Linked DNA regions of Danio rerio: region 1 is linked to region 2. A link is a contact called in public Hi-C data. All regions are on one chromosome and are shown on one strand. The core of a region is the stretch at or near the end of the contact, and the rest is flanking DNA. Distances in the headings are between cores, read along the strand shown. Region 1 overlaps LOC101886607. Region 2 has its middle 15 kb from the start of bola1.

What was found. Hi-C and Micro-C count contacts between places; a contact is called where the count stands out from the background.
Region 1: a contact with region 2 is called in a Hi-C map of embryo, with 4 times the contacts expected there. The contact joins two enhancer-like sites. A contact is called at or near these places in 4 of 18 Hi-C or Micro-C datasets (embryo, fibroblasts and an unstated tissue).

The regions. Positions count from the first base shown.
Region 1 is chr16:50,850,582-50,856,419 of GRCz12tu, reverse strand. The region is part of intron 6 of LOC101886607; the gene reads left to right. Among named protein-coding and RNA genes, the nearest start is that of rpz, 19 kb to the left of the region's middle. Within about 2 kb of position 1,634, at least 5 of the 62 cell types and tissues checked have an H3K27ac peak or open chromatin away from gene starts, as enhancers often do.
Region 2 is chr16:50,687,435-50,693,305 of GRCz12tu, reverse strand. It overlaps a transcript of bola1 not described here. Among named protein-coding and RNA genes, the nearest start is that of bola1, 15 kb to the right of the region's middle. Within about 2 kb of position 2,630, at least 14 of the 62 cell types and tissues checked have an H3K27ac peak or open chromatin away from gene starts, as enhancers often do.

The DNA of each region.
Region 1 (5,838 bases), core at 385-2,884, 160 kb before region 2:
AAAAATGACAAAAACAAAACAATTACTAAAACTCAGTTAATATGAAAACTGAAAGTATAAAAATAAAATGAATTTAAACGAATAAAGAAACTACAATAGAACATCAATGATACTACACTGAAACACTATTAGTTGAAAAAGTGATTAAACTCACGGCCTCCAAACAATTAAGTAAATGAACTACGTGCGTAATTATAAACATTAAGTTAAGTGAACTTAACAGCTCTAAGTTAAAAGAAAAATTCTTATTTTTTTAAAGTAAAATCAACCTGTCATTTTTAAGGCAATGGGTTTACTCACTTATTTTAGTAATCGCTTTTTCCTGTGTACACTGTAAAAAATGCTGGGTTCCATACAATTCCTTCATGTTGTCCCAACACAAATCGTTTAAGTTAACTTTATTGTTTTTACAAATTTAAGTGGATTGAACATAAAATAAGGAAATTGTCTCCAAAAAATTCTAAGAATTGTGTTGTTTCAACTCATTTTAAATAAGTTGTTTGAATTAAATTTTAGTTCAGGGCAAGGCAGTGCAGCCTGGGTAGTGCTGTCGCCTCACAGCAAGAAGGTCGCTGGGTAGCTGGTTCAAACCTCGGCTCAGTTGGCGTTTCTGTGTGGAGTTTGCATGTTCTCCCTGCCTTCACATGGGTTTCCTCTGGGTGTTCCGGTTTCCCCCACAGTCCAAAGACATGCGGTACAGGTAAATTGGGTAGGCTAAATTGTCCGTAGTGTATGAGTGTGTGTGTGAATGTGTGTGTGTGTGTGTGGATGTTTCCCTGAGATGGGTTGCGGCTGGAAAGGCATCCGCTGCGTAAAAAAACTTGCTGGATAAGTTGGCGCTTCATTCCGCTGTGGCGACCCCGGATTAATAAAGGGACTAAGCCGACAAGAAAATGAATTAAATTTTAGTTAATTTAAATGAACTAAAATAAAAACCCTTAAAACTAAACATTTGTACAATTAAAAACAAATAAACTTTAACTTAAAAACAAACTTAAGCTAATTGTAATAATTAAGTTGGCCCCTTAAAAAACTTAATAATTGAGTTGTTTCAACTCATTTTAAATAAGTTGTTTAAACAAGCAGCAAACTTCATTTCTGTTAAGTGTAAAATAATGCTGAAATTAAGGAATGTTAAAATGTTTGGTGTCAGTGATATTTGTTTAAAAAAATACATGTTTATTTTCACTGATCAGACTTGCTTAAATTCCTCCTTAAACTAAACTTTTTAAAAAAAAATTCAGCTTCTGCAGATTTGTTTCTGCATATTCATCTCCTGCGTCCTCTATACTATGAGCTCAGCATTAAGTCAGACCCAGAGGAGCATCTAATCCTCCAATCTCTTCATGAGCATTAACCACTCTTTGAGGTTCCATTTGTGTGGCCTTTCCCTTTATCTAATATTCAGAGACGTGTCACTTTTAACCCCAGAAAAACCTCTGAAGCCGTTCTGAATGCATAATGCTCTCTCCTGGACAATTACGCTGTTTGCAGACAAGAGAGCGAGAAACTTGGCCAATAATTGAAAAGGCATTTTGCGGGGATGACGGCACACTTAAAAGAAGAGGAGCTCAAGTGCCCTCAAGATAAGACCTGTCACCTGAGTTCTTTGTCTCGAGGGCTGCCGGACATCTGGATGGGCTTTTAAGGTCAGTCATGGGACAGGAAGGCCCTTTAATCCCCGCAGCTGTAAAGTGAGGAGGATATTCCTTGGATTGCTGAACAGTAGCTGCTCACAGTCCTGTCCTGTCCAATCGCATCACGTCCAGGACTTGGAGTAGTTCACTCGAAATCAGTTACTCAGCCGAAGTCATTCCAGACCTGTGGGAGTTTCCTTCTTTCTTTTTTCAGTTTTTTTTTTGAGTTAATATAATTATTATTTTAGGAAAACACGGTCACTTCACAGTAAGAAGGTCGCTGGTTTGAACCTCGGCCGGGCCATTTGGTATTTCTGTGTGGAGTTTGGTTGTTCTCCCCTTGTGGGTTTCCTCCAGGTGTTCCAGTTTCCCCCACAGTCCAAAGACATGTGCTATAGGTAAATTGAATAATCTAAATTGGCCCTAGTGTATGTGAATGAGTGTGTATGGGTGTTTCCCAGTACTGAGTTGCAGCTGGAAGGACATCCGCTGTGTAAAACTGCTGGATAAGTTAGTGGTTAATTCTGCTGTGGCGACCCATGATGAATAAAGGCGAATCAAAATGAATGAATGAATTTACATTCTCAATAAAATGCTAATATCAAAATTAGAAATATTATTAGAAATATTAGAAAAAATATTGCTATTAATATTTTTAAAGTCAAATAATTAAAGTCAAAGTTATTTTATTCTTTTATTTTAGTTAATGACTCACTGAATCAAATAATCCGGTTTGAGCATGTCTAGTTAACGGGTTCACTGATTTAAATGATCTCATCAGACGGAGTCTCCAATGAATGATTCACTGATTCAAAATATCTAGTCCTAGACTGTGTTCTACTTTAGACACATAAACTCATTGATTCAAATGGTTAGATTGAGTTCCCTGGTTAACAACTGACTCTTTTGAATGATTTGGTCAGAGTGAGTCTCCAGTTAACAACTGGCTTTTCGAAATGATTTGGTCAGAGTGAGTCCCCAGTTAACAACTGACTCTTTCAATTCATCCGGTTAGAGTGAAGGCTGATTTATGCTTCTGCGTCAAGCTCATGCATATGCTCTGGCACAGCCTGCGCATGGACGCATAGCCTTCACCTAGTCATCGCCGATGCTGACGGCAGGCACCATCGTTCATGCCGATCACTCGACGCAGAAGTATAAATCAGGCTTTAGTCCCTAGTTAATAGGTCAGAGTGAGTCCCCATTTAACAACTGACTCTTTCAATTGATTCGGTCAAAAGTGAGTCCCCAGTTAACAACTGACTCTTTTAATTGATCCGGTCAGAGTGAGTCCCCAGTAAACAACTGACTCTTTCAATCGATTCGGTCAGAGTGAGTCCCCAGTTAACAACTGACTCTGTCAATTGATTCGGTCAAAGTGAGTCCTCAGTTAACAACAGACTCTGTCAATTGATTCGGTCAGAGTGAGTCCCCTGTTAACAACTGACTCTGTCAATTGATTCGGCCAGAGTGAGTCCCCAGTTAACTACTGACTCTGTCAATTGATTCGGTCAGACTGAGTCCCTAGTTAACAACTGACTCTGTCAATTGATTCGGTCAGAGTGAGTCCCCAGTTAACAACTGACTCTTTCAAATGATTCGGTCAGAGTGAATCCCCAGTTAACAACTGATTCTTTCAATTGATTCGGTCAGAGTGAATTCCCAGTTAACAACTGACTCTTCAACTGAATCGGTCAGAGTGAGTCCCCAGTTAACAACTGACTCTTTTATGTGATCCGGTCAGAGTGAGTCCCAAGTAAACAACTGACTCTTTCAATCGATTCGGTCAGAGTGAGTCCCCAGTTAACAACTGACTCTTTCAATTGATCCGGTCAGAGTGAGTCCCCAGTAAACAACTGACTCACTTAATCGATTCGGTCAGAGTGAGTTCCCAGTTAACAACTGACTCTTTCTATTGATCCGATCAGAGTGAGTCTCTAGTTAACAACTGACTTGATTGATCCAGTCAGAGTGAGTCCCCAGTCAACAACTGACTCTTTCAATTGATTCGGTCAGAGTGAGTCTTGCAGTTAACAACTGACTCTTTCAAAGGATTCGGTCAGAGTGAGTCTTGCAGTTAACAACTGACTCTTTCAATTGATTCAATCAGAGTGAGCGAATGCCCTTTCAGCCGCTACCAATCACTGGGAAACACCCATACACTCTCATCCACACTCATACACTACGGACAATTTAGCTTACCTAATTCACTTATAGCACATGTGTTTGGACTGTGGGGGAAACCGGAGCACCTGGAGGAAACCCACGCAATCACAGGGAGAACATGCAAACTCCACACAGAAATGCCAAGTGACCTAGCCGAGGCTCGAACCAGCAACCTTATTGCTGTGAGCAACAGCACTACCTACTGCGCCACCATGCCTCCTCACATTTTGTTTTTACAAACTTTTATACATGTTTTATACACTTTTTTTTTTTTTTCACTTATTTGCATACTTATTATCAGTAGTAGATATCAGTACATGACCTCTTTTATAGAAATAAAATATTTCCTTGCATAATAAAATTAGGAATATGTTTATCAATACGTTTTACTACTTAGATGCATAATAAAACAAGTATATTTTTAATCAAACTCGAGTCAGATCGAACAAACAAACCTTAACTAGAGTGATATTTTCTTAGGCTATCTGTACTTTGACTCAAGTGCTTGACTTGTTCTTGGTCCAGCACTGGAAGCGATATTAGAACAGAAGCGTTTGCACAGATGAACACTGGCTCTGTTCGACATGCTGTGTGGGCCTTGTTTTCCCACATGACCAGGGAATGACTGTGTAGGGCGAGGGGTCAAGTGAAGGTGGCATCCCTAAGCAGCCAACTGGAAAACTCAGAGTTCAGAGGTCACGGAAAATATGCTCGATTGGTTGACTTGTCATACAAATCAAATCAGCTTTCTTCTATCTGTAGCTGTTTAAAATGACCCGGCCTATTAACAGAGCAAACAGGTACCACTATCTGAATATTCATATATATATATATTTATATATTTTTAACCTTCCGATGTTTTCAGATGGAGCAGATATTATAATGCTACACCGTTTCTGCCTTAATTTCATATTCCCTCTGTGACTTTGACCTTGTCTTGCTCACCAGCAGCATTTGTAAGACTGTGATTTATCTGTCAGATTAATTTTGTTGGCTGCATTGAAATGTGTTGAAGATGGGGGTCAGTCTTCGGGTCAGAGATGACAGCCAATAAATTGAAAGGAAAAAAAGAGGGAGCGGAGGATAAAGCAAATTGTCGGAGGACGGAATAATTGAAAATATTGCATTCACGCAAACATAATATGCTTCTCTGAATTATTAATCAGTTTGTGAGATTAGAGGGTCTGTAATTGAGTTTGCTGTTAAACGCGTGTTAAACACAACAATCGATAACTCGGGTTCAACATAAACATGCATTGCAGATGTTCATTAAATTAGGACTGCTGTCGCATACGGAATGTGTCTTTTGAATAGTGGACATTTCAATAAAATCAATAAGTGTTTTCTTAAAGCTCTGAGCTGGCATTCAGTTTTGCATGGCTTGCAACAGCTATACGAGCACTGTACACATATTCATATACAAAGTAAGCACATCTTTCATCTGAAGTAACATGAATGCATGCATATCAGGGGTTGATGACATACGACATATTCATATTTGATAAGATCATTAAATCAGTAATGATTTTAAGTGAATAACTTGCTTTAATGCAAAAAATAAGGAAAGAAATAAAGAAATTAAGGCATGCTTTTTAATGAATGTAGGATTTTGTATTAGGCATGGGACGATAAGCAGAAAATATATCCAAATAAGCCATTTTAAATTGTAAAGAAATCTGTGTTTTTGAAACTAATGAAGGCAGCAGAAGTCAACGATTCATTTAAATGATTTAGCCTGACATGTTTACTGCTCCAAAATACTTTAAATGTTTCTCAAAATAAAATATTTTGTGTTCAAAGGGGAAACAAGTTTTAGTTTTAACCTAGACATTTAAAAAGAATATATTTTACAGCGGTAAAGCGGTATTGTGAATTGAATTGAATTAAAACGAATTGTTTACAACCTCTAAACTTTAAAAAAATGTAGTAAATCCAAGCAATCCAAGGCATATTTTTCAGTGTTTAACATCGACCTGATCAATACTTTGTTTAAAAACCTGTTGTATATGATTTGATAAACAAAATGTATATTAGG
Region 2 (5,871 bases), core at 1,381-3,880:
ACACAGAAGAACCATAATATTAATATTTAATCTAAAAAAGGGGTAAACTATGTGCCCTTTAAGCAGACAGTGTACTAATACTCAAATGAGAATAAATTGGCATGTAGTTGCAATGTCAACAAAATGTGCAATAGGGACCATCAAAATGAAGTCTTATGGAATAATTGAATGAAAAAAAGTGTCATTGTTTACTCACCCTTATGTTGGTGCAGCTAGGGGTCTTCTGTGAAACACAAACTTGAGGAAGCGGATGATGATTGAAAGAGTCCAGCTCTAAAAATTAAAAAAATGAATGGCTCAAATCTGAAATCATTGAGAGATTTGTTAATACTCTGAGGGATTTAACCATCCAACCAACACAAACAACACAAATAAAAATATATTCACTGAGATTTTTCACTAGTATAAAAAGCATTATTCATTAACTTTCCTTCGGCTAATTCTCTATTTCAAGCATATATTTTATGCAGCGTATGTGCTTCCAAATGCAACCCAGTACTGGGAAACACCAATACACTCTCACATTGACACACATACACTACGGTCAATTTAATTTATTCAGTTCACCTATAGCACATGTCTTTGAACTGTGGAGGAAACCGGAGCACCCGGAGGAAACCAACACAAACACGGGCAGAACATGCAAATGCCACAAAGAAATACCAAATGGCCCAGCTGGAACTCAGAACAGCGACCTTTTTCCTGTGAGGCGACAGTGCTCACCAATGTGCGAGCATGTCGCCCTTGATATATTTAGCACATTTGAAATTATAATAGTTGAAGTTTAATATTTACATATGTGTTTTTTACTGTTTTGAGTTGGAAAAACTGCATATTATAACAATGTTTAAGAACTGGAGTAAAAATGCTGAAAATTTATCTTTGAATTAAAGAAATAATGACACTTTTACAATTATTGAAACAGTTTTTTTTAATGTAATAATATTTCACAACATCTAATATTTTAATCTTCTATATTTTCAAACAAATAAAAGCAGTGTTGATGAGCAAATGAGTCTAAAGTTCAGGGTTTAAAATAATAATTTACATAAAAATTTAGATTTACTTAAATTTCTGAAATTATTAATTCATTTTTTTTCTTTTTGGCATAGTCCTTTTATTAATCATGGGTCGCCACAGCGGAATGAACCTCCAACTTATCCAGCATATGTTCTATGCAGACAATGCAAACTCTTGCCTTCACACACATACGCTACGGACAATTTAGCTTATTCAATTTACCTATAGTACATGTCTTTGGACTGTGGGGGGAACCAGTAAACCCAGAGGAAACTCACGCCAACATTGAGAGAACATGCAAACTCCACACAGAAATGCCAACTGACCCAGCCGGGACTCAAACCAGCGACCTTCTTGCAGTGAGAGGACAGTGTTACCTACTGAGTCACCGTGTCGCCCTTAATTTATTTAGCATATTTGTAATCATAATTAAATATATTTAAATATACATTTTTTTTTTATTTTGACTTTTTTGTTGTTTTTGAGTGGAAAAACTGCATATTACAGCCATGCTTGAAGGTAGACTGGAATAAAAATGCTAAAAAATCATCTTTAAATTAAAGAAATAGACACTTTTACAAATATTAAAAAAGAAATTGTTATTTTTTCTCTAATATTTTATTCTTCTATATTTTCAAATAAATAAAAGCAGCTTTGATGAGCAAAAGAGTCTAAAAATCAGGGTTTTGAATAGTAATTAACATTAAAAAAATTTTAATTGACATTATTTAAATTTATTTACATTTACATTCTAAAAATTTTAATTACTTTCACACCCAAAATAAAAATGCACTAACCCTCTTTTTTCTACTGAACACTAAAGAAGACATTTTGAAAAATGTTGGAAATTCCCGCATGGAAATCTGATATATGGCCACATATGAACATATACATACTTGTAATTTTAATAGTAAATTATATATATATATATATATATATATATATATATATATATATATATATATATATATATATATATATATATATATATGCATACATACATACATACATTTATATACAACCAGTCAAGCCCGAAATTATTAAAACCCCTTGCAAAATCTTAGACAAAAAAAAAAACAAATTCAATAATTCAATAACTCTGACTTCAACTGTACAAATGGCCATGCTTGCAATATTTTAAAATTTAGATCGCATGTATAGACATATATTTTAATATATGTAAATCCAAACATTACCTTATATGTTAAATATGTGATTTGCATATATTGCCATATATCTACATGGGTTGGTTGCCGCTGACATACAAAGTATGTACTATGAAGTCGAGGTACTTGTGGTAAAGCAAATGACTTAATTTTCAATTTTGTAATGATCTGTTCGTTTATTTGTGGAAAAGACTAATAAACACTCGTTTTGTCCTTTTTCTTCAGTCTCACCAAATACAGAACTGCAGAGGATTTAATTGTCAAGTGAGAGTTCATTTTTGAGCGAACAATATCTTTGAGAGCCATGGACTACAGCAAGTTTTCCCAGCAAATGGTGAGCATGTCACCCCCCGCAGTACACAAACAGTGTGTCAGACGGAGGAACGGTGCAGACGACTATTCCACAGAGACGCCGCTCCCTATAGGAGCTTTTTCAGACGACCATTTGGTGCTCCCATCTCTAACCTATTGACCCTCAACCTAGAGAGGTCAGCGGTGTCAGGGAGCCCAGATCCAGCACAAGCCTGTAAATCAAATGCTGGCGGGAACGACGCACCATCCCGAATCCCAGCCAGGCCTGGCACCATCACTCTCCTGGCTCTGACGCACTACCAGACCCTTTCCCAGTGAACCACGCCACCCTGGCAGACATCATGACCCTCATCGGGATACATCAGCTCTGGGACGGCCTGTACCAGTGAGCAGGTCCATCCTTATAGATTGGTATCAGTATCGGATTGATCATTTAAAGTTCTGTGTATCTACACTACTGTACATTGTTCCCGTTTCATTCAAGTGAAGACTTTTCACATATCATCTGTAAAATTTCATTGCAGCTGTGAATGTCAGAATTTTACTATAAAAAATATGCTGTAAACCATTAGAAAAATTTGTACATCTTATTTATATATATATATATATATATATATATATATATATATATATATATATATATATATATATATATATATATATATATATATATATATATATATATATATATATATATATATATATAATTTTATTTTACAGTAAACTACCATAATTTATTCATGTACAGTATACTATCCGAAAGCATTTTTTTTTCCAAAGTAAAAAAACACAGACAATTGTCAATTAGGTAGAGTTGAAACCAGAAGTTTACATACACTCTAAAAAAGGAACATAACCATTTTTTAAAATGTCTGATGGTAAATCATACTAGACATTTACTATTTTAGGTCTGTTAGGATTACCTAACAGACCTAATTTGCTAAATGCCAGAATAATGAGAAAAAAAATTGAGAATTTTTTAATTATTTCTAGACAGTCAAACTTTACATTCATTTCCTTGGTTTTTTTTTTAGCTTTGCTTTTTAACTGTGTAACTTTGGTCAAATGTTTTGGGTATCCTTCCACAAGCTTCTCACAATAGTTTGAAGGAATTTTGGCCCATTCCTCCTCACAGAATTGGTGTAACTGTGTCAGATTTGTAGGCTGTCTTGCTCGCACAAGCTTTTTCTACTCTGCCCACAAATTTTCTATAGGATTGAGATCAGGGCTTTGTGATGGCCACTCCAAAACATTCACTCTGTTGTCCTTAAAGCACATTTTAACTAATTTGGCAGTATGCTTAGGGTCATGGTCCGTTTTGAAGACTCATTTGTGGCCAAGTTTTAATTTCCTGGCTGGCTTGAGATGTTGCTTCTACATAATTCTAATACATTGAGATGTATTTCTACATAATCTTCTTACTTCATGATACCATATGCTGTGAAGAGGACCAGTCCCTCCTGCAGCAAAACAGCCTCACAACATGATGCTGCCGCCCCCATACTTCACAGTTGGGATGGTGTTCCTAGGCTTGTAAGCTTTCCCCTTTGTCCTCCAAATGTAACACTGGTCATTATGGCCAAACAGTTTAATCTTAGTTCCATCAGACCACAGGACATGTCTCCAACAATTATTCTTTTCCCAGTGTAATTTAGCAAACTGTAATCTGGCTTTTTTTCTTGATTCTGGCTTGTTGATTTCCACATGTTGTCACAGAAGGAAGCAGTGTGTTTGAGGTTTTCCTTAAATACTATTCTACAGTTGTGCCTCCAATTAACTCAAATGTTGGCAATTAGCCAATCAGAATCTTCCAAAACCTTGACATCATCATCTGAGCTTTTTCAGAGGCAGAATAATCTTATTGTATGTAAACTTGACTTTCAAGAAAAGTTATAAATTTCTCAACAAATATCTCTCTCGTTATTGTGCTATTAAGCATAGCAGAAACAAATGTGATAATACTAACTTACCTAAAAGAGAAAAGTTTATTCACATTAACATCTGACCTTCTTTTAATGGTTATGTCCATTTTTTATACAGTATATTTAAACTTCTGGTTTCAACTGTACATTTCTGTCAAGTTAAAAGATGGCTGAGTGAAGTATTGGGAACCTATACACTAAAAAGAATATGGAAATAAAGTCAGAATTAGTTGTTTCAAATACAATTTTTTTTAAGTTATACAACATTTAACCTAATGTTTTTACTCAGTTTGACTGATGTAAGTTAAGATGACTATAAAAGATCTGCTGATTCATCTAAATTTACACCAGCAAGATTTATTTTTAAAATAAACAATGAAAAGAATAAAGAGTCGCGATGTAATGTACGCTACGCCAGAGTTTATTTAGCAAATGCATTTCTATCTCCCCTTGTTGGCACTATAACCCTGTTTCACACAAGTCCAAAACCACCTCAAGCAAGCGGAAAACTTTTTTCTTCTTCTTCCTTTTTCGAATAAGGCATTTTTATTGTAATTTTGGCATTTCCATCACTCATTTCTCATGTGATAGTTCAAAATGAGCATTAACCCTTTAAGGTGCACACCTTGAAAGTATTGAATAATACACTGACGCAACTAAATAGTAATAGCAATTAAAATAATGATAACCTATGTTAAATGGTCAACCAGATGTTTATAATGCCTCTTAATGGGTTAGCACAGGGTGATGAAAACCCAGCTTATAACTAAGCTAACAGTATGGATCCTTTAGGTACACAAGTGTATTCTGTAAAAAATATTTAATCATGCTTCAACTTATTTTACAATGTAACCTGCTCACCTAATCATTACGTTCGTAATATTTATATTATTTGCTAATTATTAACCTCATGTGGAACTCTAAATCTGTGTCTTATTTCGGAGTCTGCTTATGTCCACCTGAGGTCTCATTTTGGTCATGGATGCATGCTTCATGACTGAATGGGTCAAATACACAGTTTTCCACCAAGGCAACCCGGGGTGCTGAAATATAACTGGCTAAACTGGCATTGGGTGGGTTAAAAAAAAAAAAACAAGGACAGCTTTCCAGCACATAACACACATTTCAAAGCAGAATATCTGACTTCAGCATTGTTTTTCAGATAAACAAGAGTGTTCACTTGGCATGTTTCTTAAATATCTGCAAACATGTTATAGTAGTTTGATGCTTTAGAAGAGTCGAAAACGTACATACAGCACCTTTAAAGGGCGAACAATATTGACCATAAAATGGTGTTTAAAAAATTTTAAACAGATTTTTTTCTAGCTGAAATAAAACAAATAAGACTTTCTCCAGAAGAAAAAATATTATCGTAAATACTGGGAAAAAATTTCTTGCTCTGTTTAATATCATTAAGGAAATATTAGAATTTTTTTTTTTATAATAATTAA